2 separate regions of the Rattus norvegicus genome follow, and region 1 is linked to region 2. Evidence: chromatin contacts called from public Hi-C data. All regions are on one chromosome and are shown on one strand. The core of a region is the stretch at or near the end of the contact, and the rest is flanking DNA. Distances in the headings are between cores, read along the strand shown.

The links. A called contact is a pair of places that touch in the nucleus more often than the background predicts.
Region 1: a Hi-C map of hepatocytes shows a contact between it and region 2, with 1.8 times the contacts expected there. The contact joins the promoter of Pxylp1 here to the enhancer-like site in region 2. A contact is called at or near these places in 9 of 12 Hi-C or Micro-C datasets (the Rat2 cell line, Schwann cells, frontal cortex and 5 more).

Annotation. Positions count from the first base shown.
Region 1 is chr8:106,360,807-106,366,447 of GRCr8, forward strand. It overlaps Pxylp1 (2-phosphoxylose phosphatase 1), which reads right to left and starts at 3,797. Exons shown (of 6, transcript NM_001007710.1): 1 at 3,755-3,797.
Region 2 is chr8:106,296,976-106,302,247 of GRCr8, forward strand. It overlaps Pxylp1 (2-phosphoxylose phosphatase 1), which reads right to left. Exons shown (of 6, transcript NM_001007710.1): 6 at 2,328-4,555. The coding sequence ends at 3,618. Among named protein-coding and RNA genes, the nearest start is that of Pxylp1, 65 kb to the right of the region's middle. Within about 2 kb of position 3,421, at least 16 of the 93 cell types and tissues checked have an H3K27ac peak or open chromatin away from gene starts, as enhancers often do. A contact at or near this core is called in hepatocytes, kidney and liver, where this site is marked.

The DNA.
Region 1 (5,641 bases), core at 2,547-5,046, 64 kb after region 2:
GTGAAGGCTTGTGTGGAGGGTGTCCCAGCCAAAAGGAAGCACTGGAGGCTGCCTCTTTGCTTCAGGAATGACTGCACTAGGCTCAGTCAAGCTTTTTTGTTTTGTTTTGTTGACTTTTAATCATTAAATTCTTCCATACTCCTGGGTTTGTCCTTCCCCTCACAAGAAACTGGTCTCTCACAAAAGACAGTGGCTTCCCCATCTGAGATGGGCTAGGGAACCCTGCAGACTCTAAGGCTGAAGGGGCCTGGGGTCACATTATGGTTTGGTGAGAGGGTGGGGGTGGGGTTTGGGGGTTGGGGTTCTCCTGTCTTCTGGACCCAGAGTAAATCCTGCGGTGCATCCTGGGCTCACAGGTGCCCCCTAGAGGCTGACTTGGTAGTTCTAAGCGGGTCTGTACCACTGGACCCAGTTCTGACTGGCTGCCTCTCTCCCACTGAAGGCTAGTCTCTTGCTCACTCCCTAAGTGCCCAGTCCTCTACTAGACAGTTCCCACAGCATCTCCAGAGTGAAGTGGCTCCCCAGGCTAAACCCCTGACCAATTTGGCTCAGTGGATCAGATCCCCGGAGCATACTCCTGACACAAGCTTACAACAATCAAGTGTTTCCCCATCTGGTCATGTCCATTTTGTAGATGGCTTCCCGGGTCTTTTAAGAACCAGAATGGTGAGCCCAGAAAACTTTTCTCGAGATCACTGTGAGCTCATTTTCCTCTAGCTCAGTGATTTTGCCACTAAACAGTAACTCCCCCTACACCAGCGTGTGGGCGTATTTCTTACCTACCAACCAGAGTCCTGTTGGGGACAAGACCTGGAGCTGAACTCTCTCCTAGATTCTCAGGCCTCCACTATTCTCTTCTCTTCTTCCCCCCATCCCCCGCATACAGTAGCATCTCTCTTTCTCCCCCTCCCCTTCCTTTCTCACTCTCAAACTGCAGGCGTTAATTAAACCCCTTCTAGAAAAACAGATCTTTGCCAGCTGCAGGAATTCTGGGTAACAGCCAAGCCTGAACAGAAACAGTCTGGGTGAGGGAGATAAGCTAATGGCAACCAGGGCAGCACAGGTTCCCACAACCAAGTCCTACTCTGACTCCCCACCCAAGTGGGGACTCTGGGTATGCTCTTCCTCAGATTAGCCTTTCACATGATGAAGAGCCGGACTTTGCTTCCTCTGCCTAGGGCAAAGCTACTCCTGACTGACCAAAGCAATTCTCCCCAACACTGGAGTCCCTGCCCCAGCAGGACTGTAAAACACACTCCCAGAAATGTGCATGCAAGGGCACTCCGGGGTTGCCACAAGAACCAGCTCTGGAGCGGGCAGCACCCACCAGAGTGAGAGCAGCACAGCCTGAAGTGGTGGGGGCGGTTCTGCAAGGGACCCCATCTCCTCAGCAGCTTCCTCCATCAACAGCAGGGGTGGAGGATGACCAAGAAGCCAGGGTTACCAGGTGTGGCGTGCAAGCCTTTAACCCCAGTACTTGGGACCCAGAGGCAGGTAGATCTCTGAGTTTGAGGTCAGCCTAGTCTACACAGAGTTCCAGGCCAGCCAGAATAATGAATGAATGAATGAATGAATGAATGAATGAATGAATGAGAATAGTATGCAGAAGCTAGGGCCTCAGCCCAGGGCCTGCAGGATAAGTCTTGGTGGACTTTTCACCTCTCAGTAGGCAGCCTTCCCCGCCCCCACCCCCCAGAATGCCCATTACCTTCCCATTCCTATTTCTAGGATGAAGAAAACTCTTTCCTACTTAAAAGTCTGGAGTCTTCATTGAGGGACAGGCCCAGCTGTCAGAGCCTGACCTAGAAATTAAACTTTCTATTCGCCCCTTCACTCCCCATCTTACCAGACAGTAAATCTGTCTCCAGCAAGAGAAACTTTAACATTTATATACATGTATATTCAAATCTGTTGAATTAAGGGACATTTTGAAAACACTGCAGCCCAGTGGAGGGCATGGGTTGTACGCTCAAGACTGATGCACAAAAATTTAAAAAACAAACAAACAAACAAAAAACACAAAACAAAAACATTGAATACCAGGCAGGGGCACCTGGTCAGGTCCTAAGGTCCACCGGAGTCCCGCAGGTATTCCTAGCCAGAAGGACTCCTGAGAGCTGCCTATCACTGTGAGGACAAGAAGATTCATACAGGAATCTGTGAACACTCAGAAGGGCCCTGCTGAACCCCCCTCTGTTCTTGGCTAATTACCTATCTATTCAATAGTAAAGGAATATTGAACTAATCACCAGAGCCATCAAAGAAAAACCACAGATTCAGAGGGGGCGATTCCACAGCCCAGAGTGCTGTACTCCAGGTGGTCCACAATGCCACTGGTACACATTTGCAGTCTCTCAAAGGTATCTGTGAGGGTGGACTGGCCCAGAGCCAATCCTAAAAGAGAAATACCCTTTATATGTTCTTTCTCTGAATAGGCAATTAATTTAATCTAAAACTTAATGAAAGACCCCAGAAGGGAAGGGGTGAATGCACACACTGGCTGTCACCATGCCATCTCCACTTCTCTCCGGGGACCAGGAGGCTTTCCAAGCCATCTGCTTTAAATCCTCTTCCCACAGATGTCACCACAGGGCACCAACACCTCTGAGGAGGGGGCTGGTGCCAAGCCCGACCGACAGTTCCAGAGGGTAGGCTGGGCTCAGCACTGTCTATTCCATAGTCAGGGTCCAGCCCCGGGGCCTGTCGCAAAGAGCAACAAATGTCCCTAAGCAGTGGAACTCTCCCAGGGCCCCTCCTTGGTCACTCACCCCACATTTCCCTATCCACACCAGATCTGATCCAAATTCTTAACTGGTTTTACCTGTTGAATGTTTAGAAAGCATCCTTGCCTTCCCACAAAGACACTGGCCCACCCAAGAGGGTACAGTTACATTCCCTTGTGCTTTCCAGAGCCGTGGTGAGTGAGAGTGGAGATATGGCTCCATTCCCCCAACATCACCAAACCTTCCCCATACACAGGTACTACTTGAAAGCCAGTCGCAGCCGCAAAGAAAACCTGCTCCATATTTGTGTGTGGCAAAGCCGGCTTCTTTTTTAGAAATCGAAACCTATTCAAGTTCACCAAGCAAAAGCAACGAAGTAAGCACACTGTCCTAAGCAGATCATTAGAGCAAGCTTAACCTGCATGTGTGAAGTGGCCCTCGGCTGGGCCCTGGGCTCTGACGCCGCGGACCACAGGTAGCTGAAGAAGCACCAGCCCCACCCCCGGGGGCAGGCCGTGAAGTTGCAGCTGCCTTTTACCTGGACACCGCTGCTTTGGGACAGTCGGGAGAAGGGGGACCCCGGAGCTCAGATTCCCGTTGCGTCGCTCAGCAGGGGCGCGGGGGCATAGTGGGACCCTGTTGGGGTGGCGGCGGGGACCGTAAGAGCAGAGCGGGGAGGGAAGAGGCGAGCGTCAGGCAACCGGAGGAGGTAGGCGTGGGAGGGCTTGCGGGAGAAAAGGGGGTGTGTGGGCAGGCTTCTAGGGTGCAGGGCTGAGAAAGGGGAGACGGATCGGAGGGACTGGGACCCTCGACGCGGGGAGGGGCGTGGGGAGAGGTGGAAACTGGGGAGCGCGTAGATAAGGGAAAGAGCTTGTTGGTGGGGATCACACCCGCGGCTTGGAAGCCCGCCCCTGCCTCCCGATCCCCGCATCACGGAGACCTCTTTGGGGTCGCCACCCCGAGACCCCAGACACAAGCCCGCCCTGCGAGGAGCTTCACAACCGCTGGGGCCCGGCGCGCGACGCACTCACCGCCTACGGTCCGGGCCTCCGTTGCTCTGCGTAGGGTTCTCCGCCGGCAGCCAGCTCCTCCTGGCGGGAGTGCAGGCGGCGGTGGCGCGCACAGGCCGCCGGACTCAGGGTTCCGCAGCGCCCCCTGCCGGGCCCGCCGGGTCCCTGCCCGGCCCGACGCGCTCAGGGCGCCCTGGAGCTCCGCCCCGCAAGCGGCGGTGCGGGACCTGCGGGCTGCGGCGACCGGCACTCCGGGCCTTGGAAGCGGACACGGTCTCGGAGTGTCCAAACTGCCATCCGGACAGGCTCCGGGCGTGCCGTCCGGGTCGTGGAAAGCACGCGCACTCGGAGCGCACAAGGCCTGTGCTTCTCCCTACGCCGGACTTAGGACCTGGGAGGGTACCATGGCCCGGGACACGGCCCTAGACCCGTCCCAGCCTTGGCGTGGGTGCTGTGGGACTGCGTGCTTGACTCCGCGCCGCGGATCTAATCGCTGAAGTGCGTGCTCCGGTGCCGCGCGGACTCAAAACTGTCAAGATCCTAGCCACCGTGCCACCTCCACCCAAGCGCCTGTCCCGCGCTTCTCTTCCGGCGCGGGCCACATCCGGCCTGTGTACTCTAGACCTCGCTGTAGTTTCGTCCCTAAAGGCCTGTAGGCACCCTTGAGAGGCGCGGCTGAGTCTGGGGGCGTTCCTGCATGGCCCTAGGGCTGGCCGCCACCGAGGACCCGCGCAGGACTCATTCTGCAATGCTATGTTGTTTTATGTTTTATGGGTTTTTTTTGTTTTTGTTTTTGTTTTTTCAAATGCCATCAGAGAAGGATCTCACCAACCGCAATTGTGAGATTGTCTTTGTTGTCAGTTCCAGGACTACAGTGCTACCCTTGTGCTTCTCTCGACTGAACCTGAGCAAAATAGGTGCAATTAGCCACTATTTCCAATATGTGGACAGTCCTAGATTCAATGCTATCACAAGGGTGAAAGGTTCCGGGGCAGCACATCACTTGATGTTCCCCTAACTCGTTCGATAATAACTAAATCAAAACACCTAATAACTTACACATATTTATATTTACCTCCAACTTTCCCCCCCCCCCCTCAAATCAGCTAGATTCTACTTCCTTGGTCTGAATTCCATTTACACCCCGTGGTACAGCCATCTGGGTGGGATGCCTTCTCTGTCCAATGCCTTGATGGCCAGCTGGCACTTACCTGAGGACACTAGCTACTAGCCAATTCTATCCCTCTCACCGTGCTACCCAGACTCAACATTGCCTTCAGCCTGCTTCTGCCTTGAGTGCTATTGACACCTTTTCTCCAAGACATGAGTACAACATCTCACTCCCCCTTAAATTCCTACTTGGGCTGGCCCTCAAGGACCTCCACAGTCCAGGCATCCTACCCAACATGATCTCCTCCTTCCCTCCACAGATTCTGACAGTTCTAATTCCAAATTCCACTCCTTCACAAGTCACACAGGCCACAGATGCCAGACAACTCTATCCACACTAGCCCAAAGCAAAAAGTAAATAAATAAATAAATAAAAATAAAAATAAATCAGAAAAAAAAGTGTAGGCCATGTCAGCTTCAGGCCTGGAACTTTGACCCCAGACACTTTTTGCTTTCTCTCAAGTCTACCACCCTTTCAGGACCACAGGAGTCTCCAGCAGACCCAGGCTCACAACTCTTCCTCCAACACAAAACCAGCCTCTCTCTCTCTGCAAACTACCCAGGCCTGGTTTTGTTCTTCTGGATTGAGCCCATGTTAGTTCTGTGTCATGACTTCTGTAACCCATAGGGGTCCGATCCCTTTCTTGGCTATGTACTCATCCTTCACGTGGGATATGTGGACAGTCTTAGATTCAATACGATCACAAGAGAATGAAAGGTAACTCAGGCACCATTTCT
Region 2 (5,272 bases), core at 2,171-4,670:
AACAGCATACAATTAAGTTCTTTAAGTCTGTTGAAAGTGAAGCTGGACAAAGAATGCTCAGCCCAGCGTGGTAATGGCCACTTGTGGTTCCAGCATAGGAAGAAGAGGGAAGGAGCAGAGAAGGGGGGGGGGGTCCATGGGTGTGTGGGTATGCGCATGCGTGTGTGTGCACTTGGGCATGCATGCAGGATGGGCTATGAAGTTGAAGTTGGGTGGGTAGGGAGGTAGAAATGGATCTGGTTATCTGGTTGGAGGATGGGGCTGCATATGATAAAAATATTTTATATAAAATTCTCAAAGAATAAAAATATGTTTAAAAGAGCTTAAAAGGTCTGTCTTGATACTCTTGAACCTGTACTAACAAAATGTATACATGTGCATACATATACAGCATACATTCTTTAAAAAAAAAAACCTCTAGCACTCAGGAGGCAAAGGCAGGTGAATTTTTGTGAGTTTGAGGCCAGTCTGGTGTATAGACCAAGTTCCAGGAACACAGAGAAACCCTGCCTCTAAAAAACAAAACAAGGGGTTTGGGATTTAGCTCAGTGGTAGAGCATTTGCCTAGCAACCGCAAGGCCCTGGGTTCAGTCCCCAGATCTGAAAAAAAGAAAAAAAAACCCAAAAATTATTAATCAGTTTTATTTTTGTGTTTCGCTAGTATGAAGGTATGTGGACCATTTGTGTGTCTGGTGCCCACAGAGGTCAGAAGGTGTCACATCTGGAGAACCAGAGTTGGGAACACACACCATATGACCATGTAGGTGCTTAGAACTGAACCCAGGACCTCTGGAAGAGGACCAAGTGCTCTTAACCACTGAGTCATCTTCCCAGCCCCCTAAAAATATGCCCTTAAAACCAAGTTCTGTAACAATAGATCTAGAATGACCTTGTTCCTACTTTTAAGCTATCCATATTTGGGCAACCACATAGAAAATTTCAGAGCAATGGTTGTCCAACAGTTCACAGTACACGGAACAGTACACGGTTTCAGAGGCTGTGTATCGTGCCTTATCTGATGTTGGTCCACCTTTCTATAAACTCCTTAGGATTTCTAACATCGTTTCTCTCGCATGCTACAGTAAGTATCCTCATACAGGTGGCCTCTAGATAGCTCTGAGACCAAGATCAGAGCATGGAACATTGAGGCCCATCCCTCAACCTTCGGAGATGGGAGGGGCCGAAGCCATACTGATCACCAAGTGGCCAAAAGCATAATCAATTATGCCCATGTGATGAAGTCTTCATAAAACCCAACGGACCGGGCTTGGAGAGCTGGGCAGCTAGATACAGGAAATTAATAGACCATGGCTCAGCAAGACAGCAAGACAGCGTTGGAAGCCCTGTACCCTCCCCCACGTCATATGCATCTCTTCCTCAGCAACACCCCGTGTAATAAGCTGCTGTTTCCCTGAAGCTCTGCGATGGCTCGAGCCCAGGGGATGGAGGTGAGCGGACATAAATTCATGGCCAGTTGGTCAGAGGCACAGGCAAAACCTGCCAACTGAAGATTATTGTGTGTGACAGTTTTGGGTGCTCAACCGGTGCTCTGACACCATAGGTACATACATATCTCAGGACGGAACTGGAAGGCATCCAGCTGCAGAATCGATTGCTCCCTGTGTGGCCGGAAAGCCCGTGCACACCCGCTCCAGTGTGTGGAGAGAGCAGAGTGGGAGAAACTGAGGCTCAACTGAACCCGAGATTGCTTCTTCCCTATAAGGCCGAGCTTCACTTTGGAAGTTGTTACTCAGGATTATTTTCCAGAGCATATTCATTTTAATATAAAAACATGACGCTAGCTACATACGTGTGCGCTCCCAGACCAGTCATGAGTGATGCCATTAGATCAATTCCAAGATTCCAAGGTCTGGGAGTGCACGTGCATACGAGTCGGCCTCACATTTTGCATTAAAATTAATCCGCTGTGGAATGAAGGTTTTTAGAACTCTGCCCTTTGAGCTGCCAGTGTCTCAGGAGGTAAAACCGTCTTCTATGAACTTTGATGTTGGCTCTTATCCAAAATACTCACTGTTACAACAGAGTAAGAGTATCATGAGTTGGTGTTTTTAAAATTCCCTCTTTTTACTTTTATTTTTAAATCTTCAAGCTGTGTTTAGCAGTTCTAAATCAGACAGCTTGTGAGTAGGAGAAAGAAACCCGAATAGGCTTTATATATGAGAGAGAGAGAGAGAGAGAGACGGGGTGGGGTGGGGTGTACAGTTTTCAGGGCTATGTCAAGCAGTTAAAGTGAAATTTTAAAACACTGCTTCTCCCTTGTAAAGAACCTGGGGGGTGAACAGATACACACCATGAGTTGTACAGGCTAAGAATTCAAAATTTTTTATTTCTAAAAACAAAACGTGTTCCAATGCAACACCAGACACAGAGGAAGAGGAAGGCTGGCGTGCCGATGCTGCAGAACCAATGCCGCCCACATGGCCCTGTCTTCAGAACGAGCTAGCACCATTGACCGAGGAACCACGCAGTCAGTTGTGATCACGCCTGATATATAAAACATTTTAGAAAGATTATTTAACTATGGAATAACAATTTTTTTCTAGAAACCTCTTTAAAAATCGATTGGAATTTGGCATTTGAAATAGACGAAAATGGTTTAAAAATGGACCTAATTCTACAGCTTGTCAAAAGGAATGAGTCATTAGTTATTTATTTTCGGAGGGGGAAAAAAGAGAGAGTGTCCAAATTGAGCTTTTGGCCTCCTTCCAACCACCAAGCAGGTGCAGTAAATTGAATATTTCTATAGGAATCTGAACACATCTAAAACTGGTCTCAGAAAATATTTTCCTAGACTATAAAAATACTAAATGGGATACAAAAGCCCAGCAGTTTGCAGCCAGTAGACTACAGCAGACAAACACCTAAGACACACGTAAAGCTATTTTGTGCCATGATCCTCATGAGCATCAAGTGCTGTAATAGTTATTCCTACGCGCTTTCTCACCCAGGGCCATTGACCCAACCCTGTGCTTCTAGCAGACGCTCCCAAAGGACCTGCCGCACTGCGGCCCCGCTGGCTCCCAAGGAGCGGGAGTCCAACGGCACAGGCTGCTCTTCAAGGTGAGTCAGCAAACAGCCAGCGGCCAGAGCTGGCTGCCGCCTATTCTGCCCACTTACATATGGCCAACCAGCGCACAGCCGAGAAGATCTGACAGGGAGAGATTCTCCGTGACCTTTAGGGCTACCAAGTCTAAGACAGTGATCTTGTGGTCCCTCCAGACAAAGGCTGCCGGGCACACTTTGAACTCGTTCCTCTGGGAAAATTTCCACACAAGGTGAAGGTGAATGTCCGAGATTAAGAGGACTTTGGCAGAGGTTTGCTGGTTCATGGCAGGCCAAAAGTTATATAAGGTTGGCTTGGCAACTGTGAGTGCTGAGCCGAATGCTGGCATTCTAAGCTGCGCACGGCTGTGAGAACGTGCCTTCCTTCCTCTGTGAACCGGCTATTTTGTACCAAGTAGTATACGGTATGTGTTCCCGTTTGTCTCGCCCATGAGCATGATCACCCCACCTAATCTGCACCGTTAGAACTCCATACCTTGACATCTTAGCAACAGACAGAACCAGCAAGCAGACGCGGCTGTGCTGAGTACCTCTTAGGCCCCTTCCCCGTGGCATGCATCGTAATAGTTAGTACTGCTGCCATCCAGGGCTACAAACATATCCCTTTTGACAAAGCGGACCAAGTTCTCCAGAGGACACATGGGCTTGGGAGAGTGCTTGTGGAAGTCATGGCAGAAGGAGGTGTGGAAGGTGACGTCAGCCCCATTATAAAGAATCCGGACGGAATGCTCGCTGGGCTTTTGACGGTCTTGCCAGAGCTCAAAAACCAGCCTGGCAGCAAACCTTGGGAACCTGGCTTCCAAAAGACCCAAGGCACTGAGGATGGGTGACAGGGTGACGTCGTGAGCAGAGTAGAGGGTGAACAGCTCGTCCCTCCAGCCCAAGGCAGCGCGCTGCATCCGGTTAACCGTCTGATTCAGGATGGGGTGGGCCCCGAGGAGGGAGTACCCAAAGTACAGGAGCTTCTCGTGCCTCTCTCGCTCATCCTCTATCTGGTGCGTCTTGATCACCTTAAAGTGCTCCATGCCAAGGCAGCCACTTCTGCTGCAGGGGAAGCTGACATTGTGGCAGAAGTGGCAGAGCATGGAGTCGATGGGGTTGGCCGCCCGGAGCTGCTTGGTGGGGATGTCCACGATCTTGGCCATCTCCCCGTAGGTCCTCTCTAGGTCGCTGTTCTTCAGACGGAGCAGGTACTGGCGTCGCTGTTCCTTCTCCAGATACTGGTTTCTTAGCGGGCAGTAGCAGCTTCCAGAGCAGAACAGAGCACTTGGTTGGTGCTTGAAGTAGACCTTCTTCCAGTCGAACTCTGGGAGGAAGCCATAGAGCAAGGCTAGCCCACTCTGCAGGGTGCGGCTCTTCCCCGTGGTCTCTAGGTAAAGCTGGTCTGAGGACCAGTTGTTCGGCAGAAGCTTGTGTTTCCTCAGATAGATGTCCCTCAGCAGCTGGCCATTCTGCAGATGCTGCACGACTCCTGCAACACCAGGGGACACAGAGACTTTCTTACTGCACGTTTAGCCAAAGGGCCACAAAGGACCAGCGCCCATGTCTGGCATGTTCAATACCAGTTAAAGTTAATGGGATGAGGTCTGTTTCCCCAAAGGGAAGTAGAGGTCGGGAGAAAAGCTTTGTGTCAGCTAGTGTGAGGATGGGTAGAGGTTTGTGACAAGGACAGCCCTTGTCACAAACCTCTACCCACTGGACTCCCCATTTCCCTAGGGCCAGCAGAGACTAGGAATCCTGCATCTAGACTGTAATTAGCAAGTACCTGAGGAAAGGTGTCTGTGTCCATGAGGAACACAGCATCCTCAGGAAGGGATGGCTACGTGAAGTCTGCCTTACCTGCCAACACCTGCTTTCTGCCTACTTTACTTACACCTGGGTTGGTCCCTCCTGGCCCTGTTTCCACTGTAACTGACTGAAGGCCCTGTTAACCTCTGGGGCCTGTTGTCCTGTTAACCTCTGGGGCCTGCAGGGGCTTTCCAAGCTCAGCCAATTAGTTCACACTCTGCAAGTTCAGACATCCAGACAGAGTGTTTTAAGAACCATAAAGGGGTCAGTGTGTTTATCATGCCCCCTTTAAGTGAAAAAGAAGCAAAAGCAAGAAAGTGTGTTCACAGCTGCTTCGGAATGGAGGGTGCAGAAGTGAGGTGGGTGGAAAGTGGGAATAAGACTTTTTTACCTTCCCTTT